Regions from separate parts of the Zea mays genome. Here region 2 is linked to region 1. A link is a contact called in public Hi-C data. All regions are on one chromosome and are shown on one strand. The core of a region is the stretch at or near the end of the contact, and the rest is flanking DNA. Distances in the headings are between cores, read along the strand shown. Region 1 holds the start of LOC103653050. Region 2 holds the start of LOC100283757 (plant-specific domain TIGR01570 family protein).

The links. Hi-C and Micro-C count contacts between places; a contact is called where the count stands out from the background.
Region 2: a Hi-C map of ear shows a contact between it and region 1, with 1.7 times the contacts expected there. The contact joins the promoter of LOC100283757 here to the promoter of LOC103653050 in region 1. A contact is called at or near these places in 2 of 25 Hi-C or Micro-C datasets (ear and leaf).

What each region holds. Positions count from the first base shown.
Region 1 is chr4:32,406,397-32,414,032 of Zm-B73-REFERENCE-NAM-5.0, reverse strand. LOC103653050 reads left to right here and starts at 3,820. Exons shown (of 3, transcript XM_008680025.3): 1 at 3,820-4,132; 2 at 4,228-4,298; 3 at 4,452-5,158. The coding sequence starts at 4,063. The coding sequence ends at 4,745.
Region 2 is chr4:32,583,363-32,590,998 of Zm-B73-REFERENCE-NAM-5.0, reverse strand. LOC100283757 (plant-specific domain TIGR01570 family protein) reads left to right here and starts at 5,037. Exons shown (of 1, transcript NM_001156656.2): 1 at 5,037-6,835. The coding sequence starts at 5,336. The coding sequence ends at 6,343.

The sequences.
Region 1 (7,636 bases), core at 2,571-5,070:
ACGAGCTCACGCGATAGATCAACTTGATTGATTATTCAAGCCTTTGAAGCCAATATTTATCAAGCTGCGTTTCAAATCTTAGCATGTCATTTCTTGAAAGATCATTAGGGTAAAATTTAGCAAGTACAATCTGGCTTTCTGGAACAATGGAGGACAACCGTGCAACTTATTTTGCAAGAATTTTTCAAACCTTCAAGGGTTTATCACACCATTCCTCAAAAACCCTTTGATTTCTAATCTTTAGGCTATGGTAAAATTGTCACATGAGAGGTTCGGATCGTTCAACAAGCGAGGGGACCAAGTGGGTAATTCAGGATTATTTTTTGACCCATATTTTCTTATCAGATGATTTTTTTTGCTAATGCAACAGTTAGGGAGGAAGCTAAACGTTTTCACTATCTCTATCTAAGCACAACACTCTACATGTAAATTCACGGTCAGGTTTTGAGGTGAGATTTTTTTATTTTATTCAACTGAACTTATTTCCATCATGAGAGCCTTTCCATCACAAAATACATCACTATTTGATGATTAGTCTCAATATAATTTACAGGTCTAATTTTTGTAGTGGCTTAAATGGCATCCTCGTGTACATTTGATAATTCGCAGAATCAGAGGATTCTAATGTATGGATGTGGAACGCTGATGCCATTCTAAATATGTTTGCTTGACACAGTAACATAGTGACATGACCAAACTGTTCTTTAGTTTGTACCGTGTAGTGATGAATTTTCTGTAGTATTTCAATTGTGTCGTGTAGCGACGAGTTTTCTAGGTCCTCTTCCTGTGTCATGGAACTGAAATACCATAATACAGTCTAGCTATCTCAAATTTCTGTGAACTAAAGTGTATGTCCTGTTCTCTATCATTTTAGAAGGGGAAGAAACGTGGAAGGAAATCTGGAGTAAGTCATGAGGTAACTTCTGAAAGTGCTTATGCATAGAAGGTAATAATACCTGGTGTCGATATACTCATGTGATTATATGGAATTATGAATTTGGGTTTGGGCTCGGGTACAGTCGCCTACCATCTGGTCACAACTGTTGATCATTGCTGGAATAGAGAAGTAGAAAACATTGAAAGTATTCCTGGTAAGGTCTCTCAGGTACTGATACTTTGAACATATTACAAATCAGTTTCTGTTTATTTACAATGGTCACTAACCTATTTCTATTTTTTATATGTGTTGTCTGTTTTTCATATAAACGTTGTACACTAACATTTTATCTCATTGAATAATTTGTGTCGTTGTAGGTTGTCTACGCTGGAGATGAGAACAACATTGTGCATTCATGGCTTCTATTGGCTGTTGTACTTCCTTTTCACTTTGTATGTGCTTGTCCCAAGGAATTGGAGCTTGATGCAAACACAATGGAGATCGCCAGGGGTGCTGGAATCAATATGATCGAAATAAAAACAGTCCCAGAGAAGCAGTTAAGGGAGCAGACGTTGTGTACACAGATGTTTGGGCCAGCATGGGACAAAAGGAAGAGGTTGGTTATAGAAAGCAAAAGTTTCATGGATTCACGATATGTCTATTTTTTCACACTTTCTAGAATTTCTGCATGTCTTACTAGACTCCCTGTACATATACTTACAAAAGCCCATGAGGCGATTGAGTCACAACTAGAAAAATAATCATTTACATTCTGACCTTCATATGATTCAAGATACTAGGTATTTATCTCAAATCATAATTGTGGTGTACACTGATTGTTTTACTTTTTTCCAAAGAGCAACATATAAACTGAAGGGAAGGCTCATATTTCTTATTAAGGCAAAACTTTTCCATCTTTAAATTCTAAGTCTGGCCAGATCTATTGCTTCTGCTCTCCAGATTTAGGCAAATCTAGTCTGCCCGATCCCTCAGGATATTGTGTCTATTCAGTTAATTTTTCTTTCTTTTTGTTGTTGTTGAGGAATTTGGTGTTTTCTTTTCTACAGCTATTGAGCAACTCACAATGTATTTACTAGAAACCCATAAAATGGAATATCTTCATTGCAGGGTCTGCTTGGCAAGAAGCATTCGTAGTCATAGGGTTACCTGTTAATAATTTGATTGAGCAAGTCAAGCGTCGAGGCCATCGAGGCGGGGAAGAAGCTCTACGAGGCAACCTACATCAAGAACCTCACAGTACAAATGGGGCCATTCATGGACCACATCATCATTTGTTATTGGTTGCTGACAAAAAATTTGTGAGATATTGAGATCAATGTAAAGTTCGTATCAGATGCTTAGGCTTTATAGGGTAGGTTCCTAATTGTGACCATGTACTAAATTGTATTTTTGTTGCTAAGTTACATTACAGACCAAATAAACTTAACCTGACCAGCTTGTAGAAAAATGTGGTATGGCAATTAAAGATACACGAATTGCTCATAATGTTACTTTCTATTCATGCTTGTAATTGAATTTACTTTTATGTGAATATTATGCATAGAAGCCATGCTATGATAATGGATTGTTAGAATCACTTATCAAATATGATTGTGCCGTCGCAACGCATACAGGGGTGGGCCTCATTCAATTCAATGGTATTCAATTGAATACCCATTATTTTGACAAAAACAACATATACATATATAGTATATATACATAGGAAATAAGAAATGAATCAAATGAGTGGAGGAATTTCTATTAACTTAGACCAAAATATCTCTAATCTCCTTGCTACTTCTCATACCCACCCAGCCCAATAAATTGTTGTGTGATTGTGTCCTATGAGATCCAATGGAGTGATATAGCCCATCTTAGTATCTCACGACAAAAAATCTTCAAACCCTATTGTCGTACTAGGGAAGAGTTGTCAGGTCGTGGTGGGACATTAGCGACAATGCGAGGCATTAGCGATTGGAAAGAGCCAAATATGATAAGTATCTAGGCAACAACCGAGCAATAGCCTCTGGTGCATTTCGATTTAAATTTTTTGAAATAGTTGTATGAAATTTGAGTTTAGTAGGCTAGTTATTGGATCGGTTATGACTATATTGTGTGTGCTTAATTATAGATTATATATAATTAACTACATATATAAACAAGCTTTAGGTCTAGAAAAAATTTTATCCTAATTTTTTTGAATACCCGCCTTCTAAATCCTGGGCCCGCCACTGAATGCATAGGCACTGTACTATGTAGTGGTGAAATAACTAGATTAAAATAATAAAATTTATGTATGGCTAGAATCATAAATGGATCATGAAGTATTTTCTTATAATAGTATAACATATATTTGTACTTAAGTTATCGTGCTATTATATGTTCCCGTTGCAATGCACGGACGCCTTAGCTCCGCGCGAAGGCGCCCGTGAACACACGTACTTTACATGACTGCACAAATATCTTTAAACACAGCTTGTTGGGCTTTCATTGATGTTCAAACTACTCACAGGAATTAATGCTCCAATTGGATTTGGGTCGTATAGCTCTGAAAGTCGGACAGATAAACAAAGCCCAGCTTTTCCCCCCTGGAGCGCCCAATAATAATCCTTGTTTTTTTTTCTTCCTTCTCGAGGAAGCCCAATGAGATGGATGCCATCCCAATTGGATCCGAGGGATGTGATGTTTTTTATTTTAAATGTCATATAAGCATCAATCAAGATCATGCAACCAACATCAGCAGTATGTATTTTGAGTGGGAGAGAGACAAGCTCCCTGAAATGAATTCTCCATTCTTAAAGCTCTGTAGGCTCGGAACCTGAGCCTGGTCGTGAGGACATGGACAAGGTGACGACGGAGCAAAACAAGGGCCATATTTCGCGGCCGGGAAAACATCCTCCCTTAAAGGCGGTGACATGCATGCATGCGCCTTATCTTGAGACTCACATCAAGATCCCATTCTTTGTAGGCTTGTAACCCAACTTAATTCTGGACAGGAATCTGCGATCAGAGACTCATCACGTCCTCGCTAGCTAGAAGACATGCATAATAACGTATATGCCTTCAGAAATATGTGTTCACTTCGTGTCTTCGTTCATATATATGCACCCAAAATCAGTTCTTGAGCAGCCTTTAGCCAGCTTCGTATCAGGTATCACACACTGTTGTTAGCACCTGCAACTGCAATGTGGAGCTGGAGCTCCATGGCGTTTGGCTCTCTCCTCCTCCTCTTCCTCCTGGCTACCAGAGCTTATGGTGATGATGATACTTGATCTTCATTTTTATCTCTCAGTCTCTGTACGTATATATATAGAATGATGACGAAGATGTTACATTTTCATCGTCTGCAGGTCTTGGGAGGCAGGACATGCAGTTGCACACAGCACACTTGCCCATGAACACGAAGGTCAATAGCCAGAAGGTGAGTGACGCAGTTCTTTCTAGCTAGCGTTAAGCCGTTAATTCTCCAGTCTACATTAATTAGCTTCTTCTTCGTCATGCGCACCCATGTGACTGCGTGTGCGCGCGCGCGTCTGATGATCTGTAGTAATTCTCTATTCGATCTGTGCTGTAGCAGGAGATACCAGCTGACTTCAAGTGGCAACTACGACCGCCGGCGGGCACACTGGACAGCCGCCGGAACGGCTTAGGCGGCAGCACCACACCGCCAGAGCATCGCCGCCTGGCGACGACCACGGGACGTGCCGCTGCCGCGAAGGAGGAAGACGGCGGAGGAGAGGTCAAGAAGACGATGTGGAGGACTCATCGTCGTGAGGTGGCGGCGCCCAGGTTTATCCACCAAGACTACGCCGGGCCCAGCGGTCACTCACCCAACCACCACCGGGCAATTCCCTGCGGCCCATGCTAGCATGCATCGAGCACAACAGCAGTTTTTCTCCGGTGAACAAATGCTGCTTGCATGCTTTGCGTCCGGAGATGCGATGTCCTTGTTGTGGGCTTGTGGCTGGAGAGACGACTAGCAGCAGAGGAGTCCCCTAGTAGCACCTAGCTAGATACAGTGGCGGACCCAGGATTTGAGGACAGTCTAGGCAAGATTAAGTTGCTATCCTTTATGTCTGTGCTTGCTTGCTTCTCTCCATTGCCGTAGGATTAAGCGTATGGTACTTGCTTGCTTCTCTCCATTGCCGTAGGCAAAGCAGCCCAGGCCACCGCCTGTGGTGCCTGGGTGGTGAGTCCGCCACTGGCTAGACCCTAGTTCAAGTTGCTGGTAGACATTGGCAGTTTTGGGCTTATTTCAAGATAACTTTTCTCACTCTCAAATCTTGATTAGTATATGTTTGACGCGAAGATCGGTCACACGCTAGCTAGCTACATCTAGGCCGTCACTACAGGAAAACTACAGGAAAAACAGTTAATTCCCGTCGGCCAGGAACCGACGGGAATAAGCATTAAACCGACGAGAATAAGTAATTCCCGTCGGTTTAGGGCTTATTCCCGTCGATTGTCAGCGGCCAGGCGTCCCTTGTCGGGGATAAGGTTATCCCCGTCGGCGGCTGACAGGAATAATTAATTCCCGTCGGCTAGTTAGTGGCCGACGTGAATTAAGGCTAACTCCCGTCGGTTTTGCTGGCCGACGGGCGTCACATATTAATTCCCGTCGGTTTCCCAGGCCGACGGGAGTTATTAATTAATTCCCGTCGGCCCTACGTGGCCGACGGGAATTAACTGGGCCGACGGGCATTAGTAATTAATTCCAGTCGGTTCGACCATAGCCGACGGGAATTAACTGGGCCGACGAGAATTACCCTATACTGCTACAAAAACAGCACTAAATTAGGTCACTATTTCTGCACACATAACATATATCACACATACATAAATCACAGATAACAACCACATTACAAACACATGCATTTAGAGATACGACATTCACAAACACATGCATTTAGACATAAACACATGCATTTATAATTAAAACATCCACCAACGAGTACGACATAGTATTAAAACTAAACATCCACCAACGAGTACGACATAGTTTTGAAACATAACATCCACCAACGAGTACGACATTTCAAACATAAGTTCAAGTGTTTAGAGATAACCACCACTTGGGTGGTTAGAGCTTTGACCGCCGCCGCCACCACCACCAGGAGGAGGGAACGCGAAGAGCGAGTCAACAAATCCAGTCCCTACTGCTGGATCAGACCCACTACCACCCGCTTCAGGCGTAACCTATGCAAGTTAGCAAATATCAACACGTTAAATGCAAATATCAAAAAATATACAAGTGTATAAATTAATCGAGAGTTATCAAACGTACCCTATCTCCAAGTGCAGGTATATGTGTCGGAGGGGTGTTGAACTGTGGTGGTGGAACTGGTGTGTTTGCAAATTGGCTCCATTGTGGTGGCGGTGGAAAATTTGTTGCCATGCCCTGTTGCTGCATTAACTGTTAAACACATATGTGTTACTACTGAAGATGTTGTATTGAAATATAATAATTTAGAGTTCGGATTATGTGTACTCACTTGATACATCGCTTGGTTATGTGCATTGCAAGCCTCCATAAATTCGTGTTGTTGTCTCATCTCTTCACGCATCCTCATAATCTCCAACTTCTGCTCGTTCGGTCGACGAGAGCATGAGCTACGGGAAGATGAACCCGTCCTCTGAGATCTCACCGACGACGAGTCAATGAATCCGTCGAAGAGTGCGTATCTATAAGTGATTCAAAAAATATGATTACTGCAAAATCAATTTAGTGTCAACCATATAATTTCATAAGTTAGAGGTTACCGTTCATGCGCTTTGCCACCACCACTTGCGTACACCACCGAGGGATCCACTGGTTCATGGCGCCAGTCGAAGTCAAGGCCATGGCGACGAATCATCTCCTCCCCATAGGACGCCTATACATCATTCACAATCTTACAAATGCAGGAATTTATATACTTTGAACGTTTGAACTTTTGAGCCAAAACTCACCAAGCGATCCGTGGCTGTCTAGCTGCAGAGCTAGTCAGGGTTGTTCGGGTCTGGTCCTTTGTGGCCCTCCTGGTAGACCTCAATGTCACTAGGCTTTTGGCCACTCGTAGCTTCCTGTATAAACAAAAAACATTCATAAGAAACTGAAAGGGAATTAGGCTTACACCTTTTTCCTAATTAATTTTGGTGGTTGAATTGCCCAACACAAATAATTGGACTAACTAGTTTGCTCTAGTCTATAAGTTCTACAGGTGCCAAAGGTTCACAATAAGCCAATAAAAAGACCAAGAATGGGTTCAAACTAAGAGAGCAAAAGACATCCTAGAAGGCACCCTGGTCTGGCGCACCAGACAGTGTCCGGTGCACCAGGGCACTCAAGGCTGAACTCCTCACCTTCGGGAAAATCAGAGGGTGCTCCGCTATAATTCACCGGACTGTTCGGTGTGCCAGCGGAGCAACGGCTACTTCGCGCGCAACGGTCGACTGCAACCGCATTAAATGCGCTACAGTGTGCGCCAGAGTCAGAGCACGCGCAGTTGGCGCACCGGACAGTCTACAGGACCTGTCCGGTGCACCACCAGACAGCCCAGAGGCCCCACAAGTCAGAGCTCCAACGGTCGAACCCCAACGGCTGGCTGACGTGGCTGGCGCACCGGACAGTGTCCGGTGGCGCACCGGACTGTCCGGTGTGCCATGCGACAGCACACTTCCAACGGCCACTTTGTGGTGGTTGGGGCTATAAATACCCCAACCACCCCATATTCAATTGCATCCAAGTTTCTACACTTCTACACCTTACAAGAGCTATAG
Region 2 (7,636 bases), core at 3,788-6,287, 180 kb before region 1:
CAACGGCCGCCCCGCCAACCACTCGCCCCGTCGCATTAACTCCGCGGCGGGACACGCGGCGCCTCTGGCAGGAGGAGCGCGCGACGCTTCACCTTCGCCGTAATAACCGCGTCAGAAAAGGTACGCCACGTCGTCCGATTTCGTATCCTTTTCCGTTTTCCTCTTTCTCTATCTCTTGCAACAGGGACCGGGAAAGGGGGATACCCCGAAAGGGATCCTTCTCCGCGAAGGAACCGGGCTCCGAGCCCCCCATTACTGATCAGGGGTTCGAAGGCTGGCCCTCCGAAGGGTTCAACAGTCGCCTCAGATCGCGTGGGCCCGACACCCACTACTGGTCAGGGGTTCGAAGGCCAGCCCCCCGAAGGGCTCCATGGCCGCCTCAGGCTACTCGGGCTCCGCGCCCATTACTGATCAGGGGTTCGAAGGCTGGCCCCCGAAGGGTTCACAGTCGCCTCAGACACCGAGCGAGGGATGACCAGGGGTACGTTCGATACATAACCGAGGCTCGGGCTGCGCTCCCGAGGTACCCTAGGACATTTCCGAGACCAGCGGGAACGATCTTGTAACGGAATCCCATCGGAGGGAGGCATCGAGCCCTCGGACCCCGTCGCCAGGGGACCGGGTCCGGCAAATCACCCGCAGGTACTTTTGGGCGTGCCTCTGGGCCCCTAGCCGACCCCCAACGAACGGGGCACGGACGTCCACTCGGATTACCCGCTTGCAGCTCACCGGAGACACCATGTTCGGTGCCCATCGAGGGCAACATGGCGCACTCCCCCCCCTCCTCCTTGCGGAAAGGCGACGTAGGGGCGTATGTAAAAAGTCGAGTCTGTCCCTGATCGTCCTCTCGCCCTGTGCAGAGGCTCGGGGGCTGCTCTCGCAAAAACCGGCTCCGGCTAAATCGTTGACAGCGTCAACATACCAGCCCGAGAGCTTGGGCCCTGACCGTGCACCCGGGCTACGGCCAGTTCGCATGAGGGAACGACCAGACCAGCCGAAGCGTTAAGCGAAGTATTAAGACCTCGAAGGAGTGTAACCACTCCTCCGAGGCCTCGGGGGCTACACCCGGCGGGTGCGCTCGCGCGCACCCACCGGAACGAAATGCAACCGAGAAAGGCTGGTCCCCTTGCAAAAAAGTGCGACAAAAGCCTCCAAGCGAGTGCTAACACTCCCTTCGAGGCTCGGGGGCTACTGTCGGGGACCATAATTAGGGGTACCCTCAAGACGCCTAATTCTCAGCTGGTAACCCCCATCAGCATAAAGCTGCAAAGGCCTGATGGGTACGATTAAGTCAGGGATTAGTCCACACGAGTGACTCGATCACGCTTCACCCGAGCCTAGCCTCGGCCAAGGGCAGCCGACCTCGAGAGACTTCCGTCTCGCCCGAGGCCCCCTTTTTATGGCGGACACATCACCGGCTCGCCCGAGGCCTTGGCTTCGCTCAGAAGCAACCTTGACTAAATCGCCACACCGACTGACCAAATTGCAGGGGCATTTAACGCAAAGGTGGCCTTACACCTTTATCCTGACACGCGCCCCCGGCAGAGCCGAAGTGACCGCCGTCACTCCACCGCTCCACTGGCCAGTCTGACAGAAGGACAGCACCGCCTGCGCCACTCCGACTGCAGTGCCACTCGACAGAGTGAGTCTGACAGGCAGTCAGGCCTTGCCAAAGGCGCCACGGCGAACTCCGCCCCGCCCGACCCCAGGGCTCGGACTCGGGCTAAGACCCGGAAGACGGCGAACTCCGCTCCGCCCGACCCCAGGGCTCGGACTCGGGCTAAGACCCGGAAGACGGCGAACTCCGCTCCGCCCGACCCCAGGGCTCGGACTCGGGCTAAGACCCGAAAGACGGCGAACTCCGCTCCGCCCGACCCCAGGGCTCGGACTCGGGCTAAGACCCGGAAGACGGCGAACTCCGCTCCGCCCGACCCCAGGGCTCGGACTCGGGCTAACACCCGGAAGACGACGGAACTCCGCTTCGCCCGACCCCAGGGCTCGGACTCCGCCCTGGCCTCGGCCGAACGACTTCCGCCTCGCCCGACCCCTTGGCTCGGGCTCGGCCACGGCAACAGAAGGCAGACTCAACCTCGGCTTCGGAGGAACCCCCATGTCGCCCTGCCTAGGGCACAGACCGCCACGTCAACAGGAGGCGCCATCATCATCCTACCCCGAATCGACTCGGGTCACGGAGAACAAGACCGGCGTCCCATCCGGCCAGCTCCGCCGGAGGGGCAATGATGGCGCTCCACAAGCTCTATGACGACGGCGGCCCCCAGCTCTCTTACGGAAGCAGGACGACGTCAGCAGGGACTCGACCGCTCCAACAGCTGTCCCTCCGCCAGGCTCCGCCGCACCTCCGACAGCCACGACATCACGCCAGCAGGGTGCCCAGATCTCTCCGGCTGCCACATTGGCATGTACCTAGGGCGCTAGCTCTCCCTCCGCTAGACACGTAGCACTCTGCTACACCCCCCATTGTACACCTGGATCCTCTCCTTACGACTATAAAAGGGAGGACCAAGGCCTTCTCAGAGAAGGTTGGCCGCGCGGGACCGAGGACGGGACAGGCGCTCTCTTGGGGCCGCTCGCTTCCCTCACCCGCGTGGACGCTTGTAACCCCCCTACTGCAAGCGCACCTGACCTGGGCGCGGGACGAACACGAAGGCCGCGGGACTTCCACCTCTCTCACACTCGACTCCGGCCACCTCGCCTCTCCCCCCTTCGCGCTCGCCCACGCGCTCGACCCATCTGGGCTGGGGCACGCAGCACACTCACTCGTCGGCTTAGGGACCCCCCTGTCTCGAAACGCCGACAAAACCTATCTCTCTCTCGTAGTTTATGAAACTACGAGAGAGACGTATAAAATCTGTGCATATTGTTAGAACCATCATGTAAGATAAACAAATGACCAAACAACCAAAATAAACTTTATAGATCTTGAGAAGTTATAGAAGTTTATAATTGACAACTTTTTCATTTGAAGTCATATTGTCAACGAAAACTACGTCTGAATTTAAAAAGTTTAAAATTTGAATTTTGAAAACGACTTCGAAAGAAAAAACCACCAACATGAAAGTTGTAGGTATTGAAGAGTTATGAAACTTTGTAGTTGACAATGTTTTGGTTTGAAATCATCTTGTTATGCAAAACTATGTTTGAATTTTGAAAATTGAATTTTTCAAACTATCTCGGATGGAGAAACCATCAAAATAAAAGTTGTAGGTCTTGAAATGTAATGAAACTTTGTAGTTGACACTTTTTTGATTTGAAATCATCTTATCATTGAAAAATTCGTGTGAAGTTTTCAAATTTAAAATTCAAATTTTGTAAACGGTCTCGGATGTAGAAACTATTAAAATAAAACTTGTATATCTCAAAAAGTTATGCAACTTTATAGTTGATCACATTTTCAAATTAACTCATTTAGTGCCTTAAATAATCAAATTACTCTCGGTTTATTATAGTACATGGGGAATGAAAACGTAATATAGATATAATTGGTGTAGTAGTGTAGTGGTATAGGAGGGTATGCACGAGAGAGAGGTTGCGAGTTCGAAAATCACCATTTACAAAACATATAAATTTGATTCAAAATAATGGTGAAAAATGATAGAGCAATGAGTAAGGTATAGGTTAGGTAGGGTTGGAGAGTTAGGGAATTTAAAAAATGTTTTATTGTTTTTTTATTTTTTCCGATTCTTAATTTACCGAGTGCTTTTCGACACTCGGCAAAGTCTTTGTCGAGTGCCCAAAAAAAGTACTCGACAAAGAACCCTTTGCCGATAAAAATATTTGCCGAGTGTTACACTCGGTAAAAGCTTTGCTAAGTGTAAAATAATCGGCAAAGAACGCGATTCCGGTAGCGAATAAACAACACCACAAGTTAGATGAGAAATGAGAATTGAGAAGTCGTATCGATAGAGGAGAAAGAGTAAAATCAACATGCACCAAGGATCTCATAAGTTTTTAAATATCTTTTTCTTTATTGTTTCATAATTGGGGAAAAAACTTATCCAAAGTCTGTTAAGATGGTTTCAGCATGTCTACCGAGGCAATGGGTAAGGTAACAGGTAGAGTTGGAGAGTTATTCCTAGAATTTAAAAAAAAATATTTTGCTGTTTTTTTAAATTTTTTCGATTCTTAATTTGCCGAGTGTTTTTCGACACTCGGTAAAGTGCCCGAAAAAAGTACTCAGCAAAGAACCCTTTGCCCATAAAATCTTTGCCGAGTGTAAAATAACCTTTGCCGAGTGTCTTAGACACTCGGCAAAGAACACGATTCCGATAGTGAATAAACAACACCACAAGTTAGATGAGAAATGAGAATTGAGAAGTCGTATCGATAGAGGAGAAAGAGTAAAATCAACATGCACCAAGGATCCCATAAGTTTTTAAATATCTTTTTCTTTATTGTTTCATAATTGGGGAAAAAACTTATCCAATGTCTGTTAAGATGGTTTCAACATGTCTACCGAGAATTTTTTAGACACATCCTAAGACGCAATAGCAATAGCAAGAGAGACAAGAGATTATCAAAGTTAACATAGAAAAAGACACTAATGACTAGGTCCTTAGTTTGGAAACCATATTTTTCTAAGGGATTTCTATTTTATCAAGAGAAATTAGTTCATTTTCCATTGAAAAAATGAAAAACCCTTAAAAAAATGGAGTTTCCAAACTAGTCCTAAAAAATTTATTAATATTAGCTATAACTTTTGATACAAAATTATAATATTCTATCCATGAGTTGAGCATGTATAGGGGAGCGCAATCTTGAGATTGTTCCGCTAGCTTTGTATGATTTATTCCACGTGTGCACATTGTTTTGTGTCGGCTGAACATACATATAGTTCTAGCCGAATGTTATTGCCAACACAAGCTTGCATGAATGGTTCAAGTCTGCGATTTTTTGTTCATTATGTATGTTTTTTTAGAGTTTAACCGATATTTTTAGTCCGAAACGGTAAATGTCCAAAACAGGCCCAAGGATCCGAGGCACGGGCACAAAACGAAAGAAACGGCCTGCTGGACCCCAGCCGATGTCTCTCCTCTCCTCGTGTGTTGGTGGTCCGACTCCAATCCCACAACGAGACAAACGAGGAGAATGGAAGGAAGAGCCGTCCGCGAAAGCAGGCAGCGGGCAGCCACCGCACGGTGAGCACGGCGACCCCGACAAAGCCTGACCGCCGCCCGTTCCGTTCCAGCACGCGCGCGTTTCCCGGTGCAGGGGATAACTAGCGCCACCACCCAGACCGCACCGCGCGTCACCCATCGCATCCACCGGTCGTTCGTCGTCGCCGGACACCTCGCCGCCGGCCGTCGCGCGCGCGTCTATGGGCGGCTTCGCTATCCACCCCGCCCATGGACGCCCCAGCGACAGCCTGCCGTCCGCCGGCACCGGGAGGTCGACGACGTCCTCGTCTGCCTCCTCCCTCGACGACAACGGCGTCCGCGGCCAGCAGGCCCGCACACCGGGCCACACGCTGGAGGAGCCGCCATCGCGGCGGCGGCACCAGGCGGGCTCGTCGTCCCGGCCGGCCCGGCTGTTCCAGAGGCTGCGGCACGCGCTGCCCCTCCTGACGCTGGCGCCGCGCTGCGGGCGGATGCCGCAGGTCGGCACGCCCGCCGAGATCGCGGCGGCGGCCGCGTCGTCGTCCTTCTCCGTCTCCTCGTCCTCCTCGTCGTCCGCGCCGCCCGTGCCCAGGGGCGTGACCTTCTCGGGCGCGTCGCGGCCGTGCCGCCGCGTGACGGGCACGCTCTACGGCCACCGCAGGGGCCGCGTCGTGCTGGCGCTGCAGGAGACGCCGCGGTGCCTGCCGAGCCTCGTCGTCGAGCTGGCGCTGCAGACGCACGCGCTGCTGCGCGAGCTCGGCAACCCCGCGGGCGCGCGCATCGTCCTCGAAACCGAGCGCCGCGCGGCACTGGAGGCCGCCCCCTCAGCCGCCGCCGCCCGAGACGGAGGAGGCGGGGCGTCGCGGGCTAATAATAAGCGCGGAGTCCGCGCGCCGCCGCCGCCGCTGCTGGACGAGCCGTCGTGGACCATGTTCTGCAACGGCAAGAAGACCGGGTACGCGGTGCGAAGGCAGGCCACGGACGACGACCTCGCTGTGATGGAGACGCTGCGGGCGGTCTCCATGGGCGCCGGCGTGCTCCCCGGGAGGGCCGCCCCTTCGTCGGCGCCCGACGCGGCTGCGGCGGCGGCAGCGGACGACGAGGTGCCCTACATGCGCGGCTGCTTCGACCACTTCGTCGGGTCCCGGGACTCGGAGTCGCTGTACATGATCGCGCCGCAGGGCGGCGGCACGGGCCCGGAGCTGGCCGTCTTCTTCGTCAGGCTCTGACCTCCGATCCGATCCGCCCCGCGCCTTGCCTCTAGCTATCTCCTCGCCCCCATGCATGCGAAGACGGCCCAAGGGCATCCATTAACCGCCACGTACATATACATCGTCAGCATTCATTGGATGGTGCAACCTAAAGATTGACTAACAAGAAAGAGTTAAGAATCAAAGAGAGAGTCGCCCAATCTTTGATCGTGCAACGACCTCAAGATTGACTAATAAGGTCTTCTGGTTAATTTTTTTTTGGCTGATTCGTTATTAGGTTGTTGTATACGAGGTGTTCTTGGATTTGTGCCCTATGCAGCATTGCACCATCTATCATTAGTCAGACATTCATCAGAGTACATAAGAGAGTAGTCACTGGACGGTGGAACTGTGGTCCAAAAAGTTGTTTACTTCAGAATGTTTTTTTCCCATTGTGAGATATTCTTTCAGTCTTATAATAGTAGTCGTTTTAGCTATTGTTTTTAATATCTATATTCAAATAGATGATAACGAATTTAGCCATATATATACATTAATTATTGTATGAATCTATTAAAAATAAAATGGATTTCAATTTAGGACATAGAGTAATTATTATGGGTGGACTAGTCTGGTGGCACACGGGCATGGCACGCCAGGTCACTGGGCCATATCTAAGTGACGTCGTGCCTGCTGGATGAATGTTTTCAGACATGGTCTGCCGAATAGTTTTTCATACCGGATAGGCTTGGTTTTCCATACCGGATAGGCTTGATAAGTATGATCAAAGTAGCAGGTTGGGCTAGAATAGAGCTCACTATCCCTAAATCCCCTCATGCTAATCTGAATATTTGTTCCTTATCATAAGCTTTGAAATCTTGCTAAGGCTACGGCAAATCAAAATAAGAGTGAATATACATTAGGATAATAAGTTTATGAAAAAGTCAAGTATCATTACAAATAATATCACAAATATTATCTATACAGAAACTAGCTAAACTCTGATGTGATGTGCCTAATCATTTCTTGTATTTTTTGGAATGTTGTCTTTAGATTTATTGTCCTTGTACTTTCATAATTCTACTAAGAATTCGGTCCTAAGGACAATCTCATTTTACACATTCAGTATCACATATCATTAAACTCAATTAATAAATAACTATAGAAGAAGGATATTGACCAAGTATTAGAATAATGAAGTTACTAGAATAATGAGGTTACTCACGGTGCAAATGTAGGGTAACTTTATATCATTCCAAGCGTGCATAAAGTTGATAATAAGAGAGCCAGACAAATCCTTACAAATTAAAATAACACGTTGTTACATATATG